2 separate regions of the Capra hircus genome follow, and region 1 is linked to region 2. Evidence: chromatin contacts called from public Hi-C data. All regions are on one chromosome and are shown on one strand. The core of a region is the stretch at or near the end of the contact, and the rest is flanking DNA. Distances in the headings are between cores, read along the strand shown. Region 1 has its middle 55 kb from the start of SYPL1. Region 2 has its middle 20 kb from the start of SYPL1.

What was found. A called contact is a pair of places that touch in the nucleus more often than the background predicts.
Region 1: a Hi-C map of blood shows a contact between it and region 2, with 4 times the contacts expected there. The contact joins two enhancer-like sites. A contact is called at or near these places in 4 of 5 Hi-C or Micro-C datasets (blood and liver).

What each region holds. Positions count from the first base shown.
Region 1 is chr4:73,170,615-73,173,790 of ARS1.2, reverse strand. No RefSeq gene overlaps it. Among named protein-coding and RNA genes, the nearest start is that of SYPL1, 55 kb to the right of the region's middle. Within about 2 kb of position 1,455, at least 5 of the 5 cell types and tissues checked have an H3K27ac peak or open chromatin away from gene starts, as enhancers often do.
Region 2 is chr4:73,096,525-73,099,539 of ARS1.2, reverse strand. No RefSeq gene overlaps it. Among named protein-coding and RNA genes, the nearest start is that of SYPL1, 20 kb to the left of the region's middle. Within about 2 kb of position 1,574, at least 1 of the 5 cell types and tissues checked has an H3K27ac peak or open chromatin away from gene starts, as enhancers often do.

The DNA of each region.
Region 1 (3,176 bases), core at 206-2,705, 74 kb before region 2:
GTTCAGACTTGATGAGAATTTGCTGGGGCTCAGACAGCCTGGGCCAGATCCACACTTTACCGGGTACCCTGGATCCAGTGGCTCTTGTGGTAAAGGACCCGCCTGCCAATACAGGAGACATAAGAACTGAGGGTTCGATCCCTTTGTCAGGAAGATCCCCTGGAGGAGGGCACAGCAACCCACTCCAGTATGCTTGCCTGGAGAATCCCATGGCAGGCTACAGTCCATAGGGTCGCAAAGAGTAGGACACAACTGAAGCAACTTAGCTACACATGCGCTGGATCCAGACCTGGGTCTATAAGCCCTGTTCTCTGTTAGTGGAGGACTCAAGAGAATGCCCAGGCTTGAGGATATGGGGTCTCCTTCAAGAAACTAGAGCTTTTGTGAGGGGTCTGCAGACTCTCCACTGCTTTTCCCGAGTAAACAATAAAGCGTGCACACCCTATGCACTGCTGATTTTCAGAAGAGCCTACATGTTCATTGGATAAATAAACTATCACGTAATGTGGTTACTGAATTCATCGTCGCTTTGATCATTACAGAGCTTCTCACCTACTGGATGTTCTCTCTGTATATATCTTACAAGTCTAATATGTAATTAGCCTAATACTAATATATACTGGATTCCATATGAATCTATTATAATGGGAGGTTGTCTGTCAAATATTTTGAGCTAAATGTAAATCTTTATACAGAAACTGTTGGAATCATAGTCCATGGAAAGAGAAGGGAAACCGGGTGTGAAAGTGTGATGACCAGGGGTGGCCAAGGGATGGATGCTTGGGCAGGAAGTTGTGGCAGGCAGCAGGCAGAGCGTGGAGGCAGAAATGAGACTCAAGCCGTGGGACCACTCAGGTGGAACCACAGAGACCAAGGCTCGCTCTTCTGACTGGGAAGATGCAAATTTTCATTTAAGCATCTTGCTTAAAAAAAAAAAAAATCTCCTGATACCACTGTATTTGCTATTGGTGTTTTAAAACACCAATTTAAATACCACATTTACTGGTATCCCTTCTCAAAACCAGATGTCCCCCTTCTTGCCTGAGAGCTGGGCTTCAGAAAACCCAAGCATCAACCTCGGATGGTTAGACCTGCAGGTGGGCAGTTCCCTAGGGACCATTCCAACCAAACCTGGAACAGAAAGGCAAGCTGAGGATTGGGGTTCCTTTCACGGTTCTATCAGCTTCTCTCCACTTCACTGCCTAAGCATGTCCTCCAGACACAGGCCCAGGGACCAGAGTGACTCATTATTTATCAAGAGCCTCCTGGAGAACGTGGGAGACTGAGAACAGGAAAACCATGTTGTGGCGTCTGCGGACCCTGCCTGGGTGCTGGCCAAACCTGACCAGGTTCAAGTTGCCCAGGTGGCTGCTGAGACACGCCCTGCCCTCCCAGCCACCCTGGGAGGCGTGTGTGGACTTGGCCGCTGCCAGACGTTGCCTGCTGTTGCCGTTCCTCACACTGACCACTCTGCTCGCCCAGACTCCACTGTAGCTCCATTGTCCACGGTGGCCTGGGCCGACCAGCCTGGCCTGGAGCCCTGCCCTGGGAGGATGCAGGCTACCACGGCATCACAAAGCACTGCTGTGTGGCCCTGACAGGAGGAATTTGTCATTAGCTGCGAGATGGTCCCTGGCAGATCCTGGCATGTGGTGAGCAGACAGCTCTGTGCTGCTGGCAGTGCTGAGAACCGCCAGTCGGATGCGGTGCCTTCACCTCCACGTGGACTCCTGCAGCCTCGGGTTCACTGGCACCTTTTGTACTGACCCAGAGCAGAGGTCGGGCTGGCGCAAGGGCAGGAGTAGTTTGTGCCCAGTGCCTGTTGCTGTGCAGTTGACAGCACTGGCACTGTGAAGAGTGTGCCCTGACCTGGTAGTCCTCCTGGCATCAAGGCATGCTTGGAGCCTGCCCATCCCACCTGGGACCCGGGCCAGGTCCCCAAACAGTGGCAGCATCCTGTGGATGCCATATCCGACCAGAAGAGAAAGGAAGTGGGTCTCATGGGGAAGGCGTAGTCACACACAAAATCAAAAACCATAAAATTAAAAATGAATAATTTCAACTACTTTAAATTTGAGAACTTCAGTCCACCACAGGTGCTTTAAAGAAACTCAAAAAATAAGCCACAAACCAGGAAAACATGGGCACACATAAGTGACAAAGGATTCAAATCAAGAATATATGAAGTCTGGTACTCCAAGCCATGTGGAAAGGGTCTAAAAGGGACCAACAGTTAGTAGAGAAACAGGCAACAATGATGGGCATTTTACAGAAGAGGAAAGACACAGAGGTAAGTAAACATGGAGATGCCAACCTTGTCAGTATCCAGAAAAATGCAAACCAAGACCGTAATGAGGTCTAGCTCCTGGGGTGAGACATGAAGGGCTCCAGGTCTGGAGAACTCTCCTCAGATGGTTCTCAGTGACTCTGGGCCTTTTCCAGGCAAAGGGGGGCCTGACCTGCTGAGTCCTGCAGAGTGCCTGCTTTGTCCTTCCCCCAAGTACCTTCCTACCCAGAGTCTGAGTGGGACCCCTGTCCTTTCCCTTCCTGTCCCCACCAGTATGGGTGAAGAGCCCCAAGGCTCAGGCAGATCCACCCCCACCCCCACCCCCCGAGGCCTCACTCTCAGCATCTTCCCTCGGCTCTTCTCTCAGGCCTCAGCCTGGTCACCTGGGCTGCAGAAACATTTTTTCAGTCTGAAATTAAGACAGATAATCAGTCCACATCACCTCACAAGCCCATGGGGACTTTAGACTATTTAGTTAGTTCGTTAGTTAGTTTAGTCGCTCAGTTGTGTCCGACTCTTTGCAACTCCATCAATCGCAGCACGCCAGGCCTCCCTGTCCATCACCAACTCCCAGAGTTCACTCAGACTCACGTCCATCGAGTCCATGATGCCATCCAGCCATCTCATCCTCGGTCGTCCCCTTCTTCTCCTGCCCCCAATCTCTCCCAGCATCAGAGTCTTTTCCAATGAGTCAACTCTTTGCATGAGGTGGCCAAAGTACTGGAGCTTCAGCTTTAGCATCATTCCTTCCAAAGAAATCCCAGGGCTGATCTCCTTCAGAATGGACTGGTTGGATCTCCTTGCAGTCCAAGGGACTCTCAAGAGTCTTCTCCAACACCACAGTTCAAACGCATCAATTCTTCGGGGCTCAGCCTTCTTCACAGTCCAA
Region 2 (3,015 bases), core at 325-2,824:
GACCCTGTATGGAAATGCGGGAAAGCTGATATGTGTTTTAGGAAGCCAGTATCGATCACTGTGTGTTGGTAACAAAAGGTAGACTGGCGTGCCATCCCAGCTCAAGAGCTGGGCTAGAATTTGGAGAATAGCTCATTCATTGTGCTCAGGAGGCCATGCTTGGCCTTTCTTTCTTCCATAGGTACTTAATCTTTGCTAGCTCTCTTAGAAATCGAATGCATTGGTCACAAGGACACAGAGAAGTGAATGTGAGTGAAACCGGTCACCTGAAGTCCATGTCCAACACTGTACCCTCAGCAGTGTCCACTTCACTCTCTGCTACTTGCATCCCGCCCCTCAGCACAGGTAACAAGAACAGCGAGGAGGCCTCCACTGCTAGAGGGCTGCAAAGATGCTGCGTATCACTTGGGGGCTGTGGGAATCTTTGCTGAAATGTTTAAATTTCCCAACAGGAAATTTAATTTGGAAAGGAACCAAAATGGTTTGTTTCCACTAGTCCTGACAGTTTCCAAGTCTGACAGTACTTCCCTACCCCTTCCTCTTTGGTTTCAGCCATAAAGAGCTGATAAAGGAGGGGAAGCAAAAAGGAAGGCAGAACAAGAGAGATTATTATGTTCTGAAACATTAAAATTGTTTCTATACACTAACATGGTTGAATTTGAACCTAAATAAAGTCCACCCTTGACACATTTTGGCAACTCTCAAAACCTGTAAGGTACCAACCTGAGTCATTGCGTGTGTGCCTGCATTCTCAGTCGCTCAGTCATGACTCTTTGCAGCCCCATGGGCTTAGCCTGCCAGCCTCCTCTGTCCATGGGAATACTGGAGTGGGTTGCCATTTCCTCCTCCAGAGGATCGTCTGGTCCAGGGATCGAACCCACGTCTCCTGCATTGGCGGCCCACAGAGGCTAAGAAATTTCCCAGGAGAGAAACTTCCTTAGGGCAGAGTGCTGCAAATGAGCTAAGCCTGGTGAGACCATTCACAATCTGTGCAGAGTGTGGCCACCTGGAGCTGAGCCGAGGAAGACTTCTGCCCCCTCCCTCGCCCTGGGCCCCTGCCCCACGCCTTCTGTCCAGCCCCTTTCCCTCCATCCGGCCCCCAACCACGCACAGCTTCTGAGTTTAATTTGGAGATGGAGAGAATTGGCAGTAAAATGGCCAAAGTTGCTCTTTGAAAGGTGTCTGACTCTGGATGATAGGAATGCTGTTTTGGTCAGAAACCCAAGGATAAAGGCCGGTGCTCCCTCTTCCCTGGTGGACACCTGTGGCTTCCGAAGTTGTATTTGAGCCCTTCGGAGACTCTAGGGGTAGCGCTCACTTCTCTGTGGCCCCCGGAGGCAGCAGCAAGGCCATTCCCACAGCTTAGCAGGAGCAAAGAGCATGACAGAGGGTTTTCCTGGAAAGACTCACGGCAGAAATACAACAGTGGACACTCCCATTTCCTGACGGCATCTGCAGTGTGCACGCAAGAGGACAGTGGTTAAGGTAGGACCACATCTGATTCTGTTATGTTTTCACGTTTGTTTATGCCTGCAAGCCCTCTTTTGGGAATTGCTACTTTCCTTTGCATAATGAGGTTCCAGTGGGGCTATTAATTAGGAGGCTTGGCTTTCTAGCCACAGAGGCGGTCACTGCTGGGACACAGGGATCTCCCTGGTCTTCTTGGGCTCACACCCTGGGCTGTGTGTGCCCAGAATACAAAAACCTGACCAGTCTGTTACTTCAGCCATTTCTCAAGGTTGTTTATGTAGTTGGTAACATTGGGAGTCAAGATATTGTCTCCTCCTGGACAAAGAGCAGGCTTGCTTGCTATAAAAGCAGTGGTTCCCCAGGCTTAGTGACAGGTACATCCGACTGCGTGTGTGGTGTTCTTCTAGGTTAGGCCATCTTGGCTGCTCCGGTGAGACTGGGGGAGGCCTGGTGCAGCCTTGATGCTGATGGTCTGCTGCCTGCTGTGCTGCAATGAGGTTTCTCATCTCTGTTCCCTCTCTTCCTGCAACATGAGACAAATAGCAACACTGGAAAAGACCCTGATGCTGGGAGGGATTGGGGGCAGGAGGAGAAGGGGACGACAGAGGATGAGATGGCTGGATGGCATCACCGACTCGATGCACATGAATTTGGGTAAACTCCGGGAGCTGATGATGGACAGGGAGGCCTGGTGTGCTGCGATTCATGGGGGTGCAAAGAGTCAGACACGATTGAGCAACTGAACTGAACCTAACTTGAAAGTAGGGTAAAATCTAATCAGAGAGGGTGGTCTTTTGATTTCCAGAAACAGACTCAGACAAGGCTTCTCTGAAATCCTTTTTAGGGATTGATGTAGAATGGGGAGAGAGAATATCACGCACTTTCCTGAATTTGCGACTTATCTGGCAGCTATAAAGGTCAGAGTTTGAGTCATACTTTATAAATGCAGTTGCTGTGCCTGTTTTGCAGATCTTTCCCCATTAAGGCTTTGGAGTGGTCAAGTTGTGTGTAGGAAGAATGCTTATTCAAACGTTAACCTGCTGTGCACACACCCTTCCCCCACCTCGCCCCCATTTCCACCTGTGTGTGATGAAAACCACTACCCACCCCTTGATATTTTTTTCCCCTATTGTCAAGGGATGCTGACCAAAGTGTAAAAGTGAATGCCGCAGCAGAGCTAACAGTTTTGTAAACTGGGGCCTGCACAGGCTATGGTACATGTCCACAGGCACTGAAACTGCCATGCCATTGAACTTGGCACCTGCGTCTGAGGGGACACCTGCTACATTCCCCTCCCCCCACACTCCCAACTTGAGACTGAACTTTCTGAGCCTGTCTGATGGATTGCTTAGGTTTTGCCAGTAAATGAACCTCTGAATATTTAATTTCCAGAAGTCAGTGTGAGTTTGGGCTGGTGGTCCTTTTAATTTCAGAATTTAGGTCCTAGGCTTCATATAATGTAGATTTTGGTACTATAAGAAGAACTCCTGAGGTTCATTGGAGATGTCTTGACTACCTTGGTGAGTCTGATAGATACAGCTATAA